2 separate regions of the Ovis aries genome follow, and region 2 is linked to region 1. The links are chromatin contacts, called in public Hi-C maps. All regions are on one chromosome and are shown on one strand. The core of a region is the stretch at or near the end of the contact, and the rest is flanking DNA. Distances in the headings are between cores, read along the strand shown.

Region 1 (3,867 bases), core at 272-2,771:
CTTTATCTCCAGAAAAGATCTTACCTCGTTCCTTTACACCTTCTTAAACCTGTGACTTCCTACTGCTGCGCTGTAAAGTCTAACTTGTTAGTGAGGCACCTCAGAGTTGAGTTCTCACCCACCTTTCCAGCCTCTTCTACTCAGTCCCCCCTTGTGCTCTACACACTGGCCTAATTGCATTATTGACCACCCTCTGAATTAATTTATTCATAAATCAGACAATTCTGATTGCAGTATCCTCTCTCTTCTTTGCCTGGCCAAATTTTTCTTGACCTTCAAGGCTCACCTTGGACATCTCTACTCTATGAACCCCTACCCCAGCCAGAAGTGATCACATCTTCCTTTGTGCTCACAGATGACTCTGTGCTTCCAAGTTACATGTAACATTTACCACTTGATTTTATACTTGTTTACCTAATTGACCCTTCTCTCAGCTTAGTGCTTTTTGGAACAAAATCTTCCTCTCTTATTGAAAGCTCCCTCAGCGTGGAGCATCAGGGAGATGGCATGAAGCCGTGAAGTGTTCTTGAACACCAGAGAGACCTGCTACGATGGAAATTTTGATCTACCACCTGCTAGTTACTTTGATTTTTCTTTTGTACTAATGCCCTTTTCTTTCTTTTCTTTTCTCTTCTTCTTCTTTTTTTTTTCTTGGTGACTTACCTCAAATCTGTTACTTATAAGAAAAATGTAAAAACTGAGTTTCAAATATGAGTTCAGTGATATGTTTAAAAGATTAAAATGTTGTTGATTTATAAAATCATTCCCAGTACCACATCTAGAAAAAAAAAACATATAATCCATTCATTCTTATATTCTCAGAAGAGGCTTTTTTTCTTTTTAAAATATATTTATTCATTTATGGCTATGCTGGGGTCTTCGTTGCTTTTTGCTCAGGCTTTCTCTAGTTGTGGGTGAGCAGGGGCTACTCTTCATTGTGGTGCACAGGCTTCTCACTGTGGTGGCTTCTCTTGTTGCAGAACACAGGCTCTAGACATGTGGGTTTTAGTAGTTGGGGCACACAGGCTCAATAGTTTCGGCTTGTGGGCTCAATAGTTGTGGCTGGTGGGCGTGATTGCTCTGGAGTCTTTGGAATCTGCCCAGACCAGGGATCGAACCCATGTCCCTTGCCTTGGCAGGCAGATTCTTACCCACTACACCACTAGGCAAGTCCCCAGAATAGCTTTTTATGAAACAAAGGTCGCGATTGTTTATGTGGCCACGCTGAGTCTTAGTTGCTTCACGTTGCGGCCAGCAGACACTTCAGCTGTGGCGTGTGGCCTCTGGAACTGCGCTGTGCGGGCTCCGGGGTGTGGATCTTAAGGTTCCTTGAGCAGGGATCGAACCTGCATCCTCTGCAGTGCAAGGCGGATTCTTAAGCACTGGACCACCAGGGGCATCCCAGAATAGCTCTTATCTTAACCCCAAAGTTCTCAGTTTAGTGTCCAGGTGTCTAATGCTGTGTGTCTGACGTCACCCATCAAGAGTCAGCACACACCATGCTCGTCTCAGGCGGTCTGCACACGCACCGGGGTCACTTTAATCCTCTGTACAGTGGGAACTGTCATCTCCTCTGAGGAAGCTGGCTCAGAAGCCTTGAGCAGCATTTTCTGTAAAGTGGAAAAAGAAAAGTCATGATGATGTTAAAAGATACGTAAGGAGAGGAAGTGGCTTCTGTTACTTCACTTGTGTGCTTGACGCTGTCTTAAGGGAGGCCTAGAAAATGAGATTGCTACTCAGTGTAATTAAGGTGTTAGTAATGTTTGAAGCCCAGTGTCTTTTGAATCGAAAAAGCAACATCAATAGTGAGTCTCTTACCCTCAGAGGTGGCTGGTTAATTGTGAGAGGAGACTCAGGTTTTTTACACTGCAGAGATTTCATTGGGAATTTCAGTGGCCTGAGCATCTTCCCAAGGAGTAGATTTAGTGTATCTTGTTTGAAAGACTCTGGAAGCTATCATCAGAGGTTATATGAAGCCACCCCATCGGTAATTTTATACCTGAATGTGAAGGGCAGTGATACTGTCAGCCCAAACCAGAGTGTTCTCAGCCTCGGCTGGCACTTTTGGTCACATAGGTCTTTGCTGTTGGGGGGCTGTCCTGTGCATCACAGACTGTTGAGTAACACTCCTGGCCTCTGCCCTCAGATGTCTGTAGCACCTCCCACCTCCCAGTCCTGATAACTAGAAACGTCTCCAGATAGTGCCAGATGACGTTGAGGGCCGCAGAGTTACCCCTGATGGCAGACCACTGACCTGAACTGAGCTTTTACGGAGCCTTTTACCTATTTTGACATGCACAGTGCTGGGTGGTAAATAGAACCCTGAAAAGAGTTGGCCCACACCCTGGAGGAGGCAGTGACCTATGAAGCTTGTTGAGATCTTTTGACTAGGTAGAATATTTCTAGCCGTTGACTGAAATAGCTTTGGTTGAGGCTATCAGTAAAAATTTGTTTCAAAGAAGTTTAACATCTGTTTTCATTTCTGCTTTTGTCAGTTACTTTAATACTCAATTCCTTTATTTTAGCTTGTCTTCCTCTTAGGACTTAAAATATTTAAGTACATGTCAAAATTTCCAGTTTGATAGGATATATGTTTTATTGAATCATAAATGAAGATGTTAAGAACTTTAGGCTAGGATGGTGAAAAGTTTAATGTTGTTAATCAGGCTAGATGATAGCAGAGTCAATAATACTGAAGGGAACTCAGTCTGGTTCTATTCAAGATTCACTTCCTGTTCTTGTTTATCATTGGAAAGCTGTACTTTACGAAGATTTTAGATTCAGATCATTGTATTATTCTAAGAAAAAAATTTCAAAATGCTCGCCAAGTCTTGGTAACCATGGCAAGATATGTGACACACAAAAATAATCTCATATCTATCTCAGGGTTGAGTTGTTTTTTTTTTTTTTTTTTTTGGTATATGGTATACCTTGAGTTCGGAAATATCTGATTTGCTTCTGTTATCTGAGGTCAAAGGAAAAAACAGCTTTCTGAATTACAAGATGCAGGCATGCCTGTTGGTTGAAGTAATAGAACCAACACTGGTTTATTTAGTAGAAAGAGGGTTTATTATTAAAGTAGTTCAGAGACTACTTGGGGGAGGGCAAAAATCCAGTCTTGGATGCAATGAAACCATAGTCAATACTTAAATTTATCCCTTCCCACTGAGGGAAGATTGTTTGCCTGCTTAATGTTTTATATTGACTTGTGAAACATGAGATTCGTGAGGGTAACTTGGTCTGTATTGTTTTCAGTTCTTGCATCCTGGTGCCACAGACAGTAAGAGGCCCTTAATAGATACTTTTTGTACAAATATGAGATAAAGCATGTGTTCATTAGTATCAGCAACAACATGGAGAGAAAGTACAATAGTGTTGAAATGTTAATATACATTCTATCAGGGGATTTTTTTGGCAGCAAAATAAGCTCTTTTTCTTTAGTAATTTTGACCAATAAATATTAAATGACTATTTTATACCATAGAGCCCTGTTTTACATATGTTCCTTTTAAATGAACACCCATGGCAGTCTTGCAAGAGTAGTAGATATTGATACGGTTGTATCCTTCATGAGAAAGTGGAGGGTCTGAGAATTGATTTAATCAGGCTCACAGCTATTTAAGTGACAGAACGTAGACTGAAATTCATGCCTGTCTGACTCGACACAAACATGTCCCTCTGTGCAACAGAGCCTTAATACCACTTTCCTTTTTTTTTTTTTTTTTTAGGTTAAAAAAATCCAATTAATGGTCATTCTTTCAGAAAGTAATTTGAGTGTATAAATTTATCAAACTGAAACTTCCTATTTGGATTTCAGCTACGGTGTTGCAAATGTTTATAAAAGTAAATGTTAGTCTCTAAAGACAA
Region 2 (3,703 bases), core at 646-3,145, 140 kb after region 1:
ACTTCTGACTCTGTTGTAATAAGATGGAAAAAAAACACATTTACCCAAGTTAATATCGAGGAAAGTTCTGGGTACCCTTAGAAGAAACGTGATGAACAGATTTTGATTGGTGAAATGTCCGCCCAAGAAGAGCTTCATGTTGTGCTGAGAATCTGAGCTGCTGGGGTTCGCAGAGCTGGGGCAGAGCTGACTTGCCCGGGCCTTGAAAAGGACAGGAAGAAAACCTGGAAGTGGAAAGCTAGAGAGACTGGCCAGTGCTGGGGAGAAAGGAGCAAAAAGGAAAGGAAGAAAACCCTGCCATCGGGGCAGCCAAGGGGGCCGCCTGGGGGAAGGGACTGTCTCCCAGGCTGCAGGCTGTTTGCTCTCATGACTTGTGAAAAAGTGAAAGTGACATGGGCTATACAGTCCATGGAATTCTCCAGGCCAGAATACTGGAGTGGGTAGCCGTTCCTTTCTCCAGGGGATCTTCCCAACCCAGGGATCGAATCCAGGTCTCCCGCACTGCAGGCTGATGCTTTTACACATCTGAGGTCCAGTGGGGGAGCAAGCAAAGGGCCAAGCTCTGTCCTCAGCTGGAGACGCTATGCAGGAGGAGCGAAGGAGCTGAGGGCGCCTGACTTCAGGGTCACCTGAGGTTTGCTAAGTCATGTCAGTCATGTCCGACTCTGTGTGACCCCATAGAGGGCAGCCTACAAGGCTCGGCCATCCCTGGGATTCTCCAGGCAAGAACACTGGAGTGGGGTGCCATTTCCTTCTCCAGTGCATGGAAGTGAAGAGTGAAAGTGAAATCGCCGTCATGTCTGACTCAGCCACCCCATTGACTGCAGCCTACCAGGCTCCTCTGTCATGGAATTTTCCAGGCAAGAGTACTGGAGTGGGATGCCATTGCCTTCTCCGAGCCCAAGGTTTGGGAGGCAGCAAAACCTTGCACCTGCACTGGCTGGGGTGGGGGAAGGGCAAAGTACAACTTGGGAGATGAAAGTTCTAGTCTGGAGGATCTTAATCACATGGATGCGGATCCTTCAAAGGGCCTGTGAAGAGAACCCAGAGGGTCCATGAACTTAAATAGGAAAAATTCACATCTTTATTTTCCCTAACCTCTAACTGAAATGGAGCATTCCCTTCTGTCTTGAACACAGGTAACAAATCCTAAGTTTTAGCCATGTCAAGAGAAATAACAAGACAGATTCTCGTTCCACACTTTAGGGGTTGCCAGTATCTCAAAATATTCTCCATACCTGTTGCCACTTTGAAATCACGTGGTCCTGAACCAACCCTCTGGGGATCCGAAAGAGGGTGATGGGGTGGACAGTAAGGACCACACCAAAGGCAGGCTGGAGAGGGCTCCACCTGGCTCTGTTTTGTCATTTCACCCAGCACTTTCCCTGTGCTGGATACTGGTGACCCGAGGGCAGATACATAGACACAAGGCAGAGAGCCTGCCTGGAGGCAGGCCGGAGGAACCCAGGGGCTGGGGGAGGGACACAGCTCAACCAGACCTGCAGCTCCGCGCCCGATGATTCACACCGCGGGAGCACAGAGGAGGGGTTGGTGGGGGTCAGATGAGGTTTCTCACGGGAAGTGACATTTGAACTGAGTTTTTCAGGATATATTAAGAAGTGCACACAGGACATAAAAACTTTCCTCTAACCAGAAAAATCCCTCATCAAATGCATGTGTGTCTCTGCTTAGAGTTCAGAAGAGCAAAAAGCAGAAATTTCCCCTGGCCGTGGGGCTGAAACAGGAAACCACCCAGAAACCCTCAGCCAGAGGAGGCTGGGAGTCCCCGGTTCCCTGGGCCCGAATGGACATTTCACAGGAAGCACCGCTGGGTGCAGCGCGCGTCTGTGGCCACCCCTCTGCCTTGGCATGAAGCCTGCATGAGCTCACGGGCTGCCATCTGTCTCACATGTTAATGAATCACAGGCACCTGTGCCTGATGCGGACCTGGCCCCTGCAGATCCCTGTTGAACGAGCGAATAAATCCAGCCGCAGCCTTCTAGAGCTGAAGGCGGGCAGCCACATAGGGCAGCCATGCCTCCACCCCTCTGAGTGCCATTCCTGCCCCCAGATCACAAAGGTGCCCTGCCCCTCTGGATGACCTGGGAAGACCCCCACCCCCAAATTCCCAGGGATACAGAATGGCTTCAGGGCAGTGAGCAGGTGAAGCGGCATCCCCCCTGTGCTGCTCAGGTGTGAATTGTCTCCGCTTCCCTGGTGGCTCAGAGGTTAAAGCGTCTGCCTCTAATGTGGGAGACCTGGGTTCAATCCCTGGGTCAGGAAGATCCCCTGGAGAAGGAAATGGCAACCCACCCCAGTATTCTTGCCTGGGTAATCCCATGGATGGAGGAGCTTAGTGGGCTACAGTCCATGGGGTCGCAAAGAGTCAGACACAGCTGAGTGACTTAACTTTCACTTTCATCCAGGTGGGCAAGGTGTCATCACGGGGATCGGCAGGGTCCTAGTGGGTGTCTGAGCTTCCTAGACGAGGGCCCCCTTTCCTCAGGGCGTGGTCTGGGCTGGAAGGATGAGTCCCAGCTGGTGGGAGCAGAGGGCTGGAAGCATCTTCACTGGAGCCTCCAACCTGAGCTCACAGTGGGTGCAGAAGGTCCCCTCCTCGCGCAGCCTCCTGTGAGCTGGTCCCTGATCTACAAAGAATACAGTAGAATGCTTCTACGGCATCTCTGTTGCCCCCAACAATGTTATGGGCAGAACTGTGTCCCTTCCACCAAATTCATCTGCTGAGGCTCTAACCCTCAGCACCACAGAATGTGACTGTTTCTGGAGATGGGATTTTTAAAGAGGTGACTAAGTTAAAATGAAGTCACATAGGAGGGCCCTATTCTAATATGTTGCTGTTGAGTTGCTAAATCGTGCCTAATTCTTTTGGGATCCCGTAGACTGGAGCCCACCAGGCTCCTCTGTCCAAGGGATTTTCTAGGCAAGAGTACTGGAGTGGGGTGCCATTTCCTTCTCTAGAGGATCTGCCCGACCCAGGGATTGAACCCGGGTCCCCCACATGGCTTTCCTGGTGGCTCAGAGGTTAAAGCGTTTGCCTGCAATACGGGAGACCCGGGTCCGATCTCTGGATCGGGAAGATCCCCAGGAGAAGGAAATGGCTACCCACTCCAGAATTCTTGCCTGGAGAATCCCATGGAGAGAGGAGCCTGGTAGGCTACAGTCCACGGGGTCACAAAGAGTTAGACACAACTGAGCGACTTCACTTTCTCTCTTTTTCCCCTGCATGGCAGGTGGATTCTTTACCGCTGAGCCACCAGGGAAGCCCAATCTAATCTGACCAGTGTCTTTATTAGAAGAGGAGATTAGGACTCAGACTCACACAGAGATTTGACCATGCAATGACTCAGGCAGAGGACGTCCTGTTTACAAGCTGAGCAGAGAGACCCAAGAGGAAACTGATAGCTTACGGTGACCGGTGTCAGCTTCGTGATTTCCAAAGATTTAACCTCGGGACCAGGGACCAGGCTTGATCAATTCAAGAGCTTTTGTACAGCAGAGTTTTATTAAAGTATAAAACGGAACAGAGAATGCTTCTGACATAGACATCAGCAGGGGGATGAGAGTGCCCCCCTCGCTAGTGTTAGCAAGAGAGTTATATACTTTTAAACTGGTTATTACAATAAATCAAAAGAATGTCTCAAGGTTGTAAAGATCTTACTAGACCCTCTCCCACAATTTACAT

Evidence for each region. Hi-C and Micro-C count contacts between places; a contact is called where the count stands out from the background.
Region 2: a Hi-C map of tail adipose tissue shows a contact between it and region 1, with 4 times the contacts expected there. The contact joins two enhancer-like sites. A contact is called at or near these places in 5 of 16 Hi-C or Micro-C datasets (blood, mixed tissues, omental adipose tissue and 1 more).

The regions. Positions count from the first base shown.
Region 1 is chr10:75,488,575-75,492,441 of ARS-UI_Ramb_v3.0, forward strand. All of the region lies in intron 4 of UBAC2 (UBA domain containing 2), which reads left to right. Among named protein-coding and RNA genes, the nearest start is that of GPR18, 28 kb to the left of the region's middle. Within about 2 kb of position 1,522, at least 15 of the 54 cell types and tissues checked have an H3K27ac peak or open chromatin away from gene starts, as enhancers often do.
Region 2 is chr10:75,625,821-75,629,523 of ARS-UI_Ramb_v3.0, forward strand. No RefSeq gene overlaps it. Among named protein-coding and RNA genes, the nearest start is that of TM9SF2, 51 kb to the right of the region's middle. Within about 2 kb of position 1,896, at least 20 of the 54 cell types and tissues checked have an H3K27ac peak or open chromatin away from gene starts, as enhancers often do.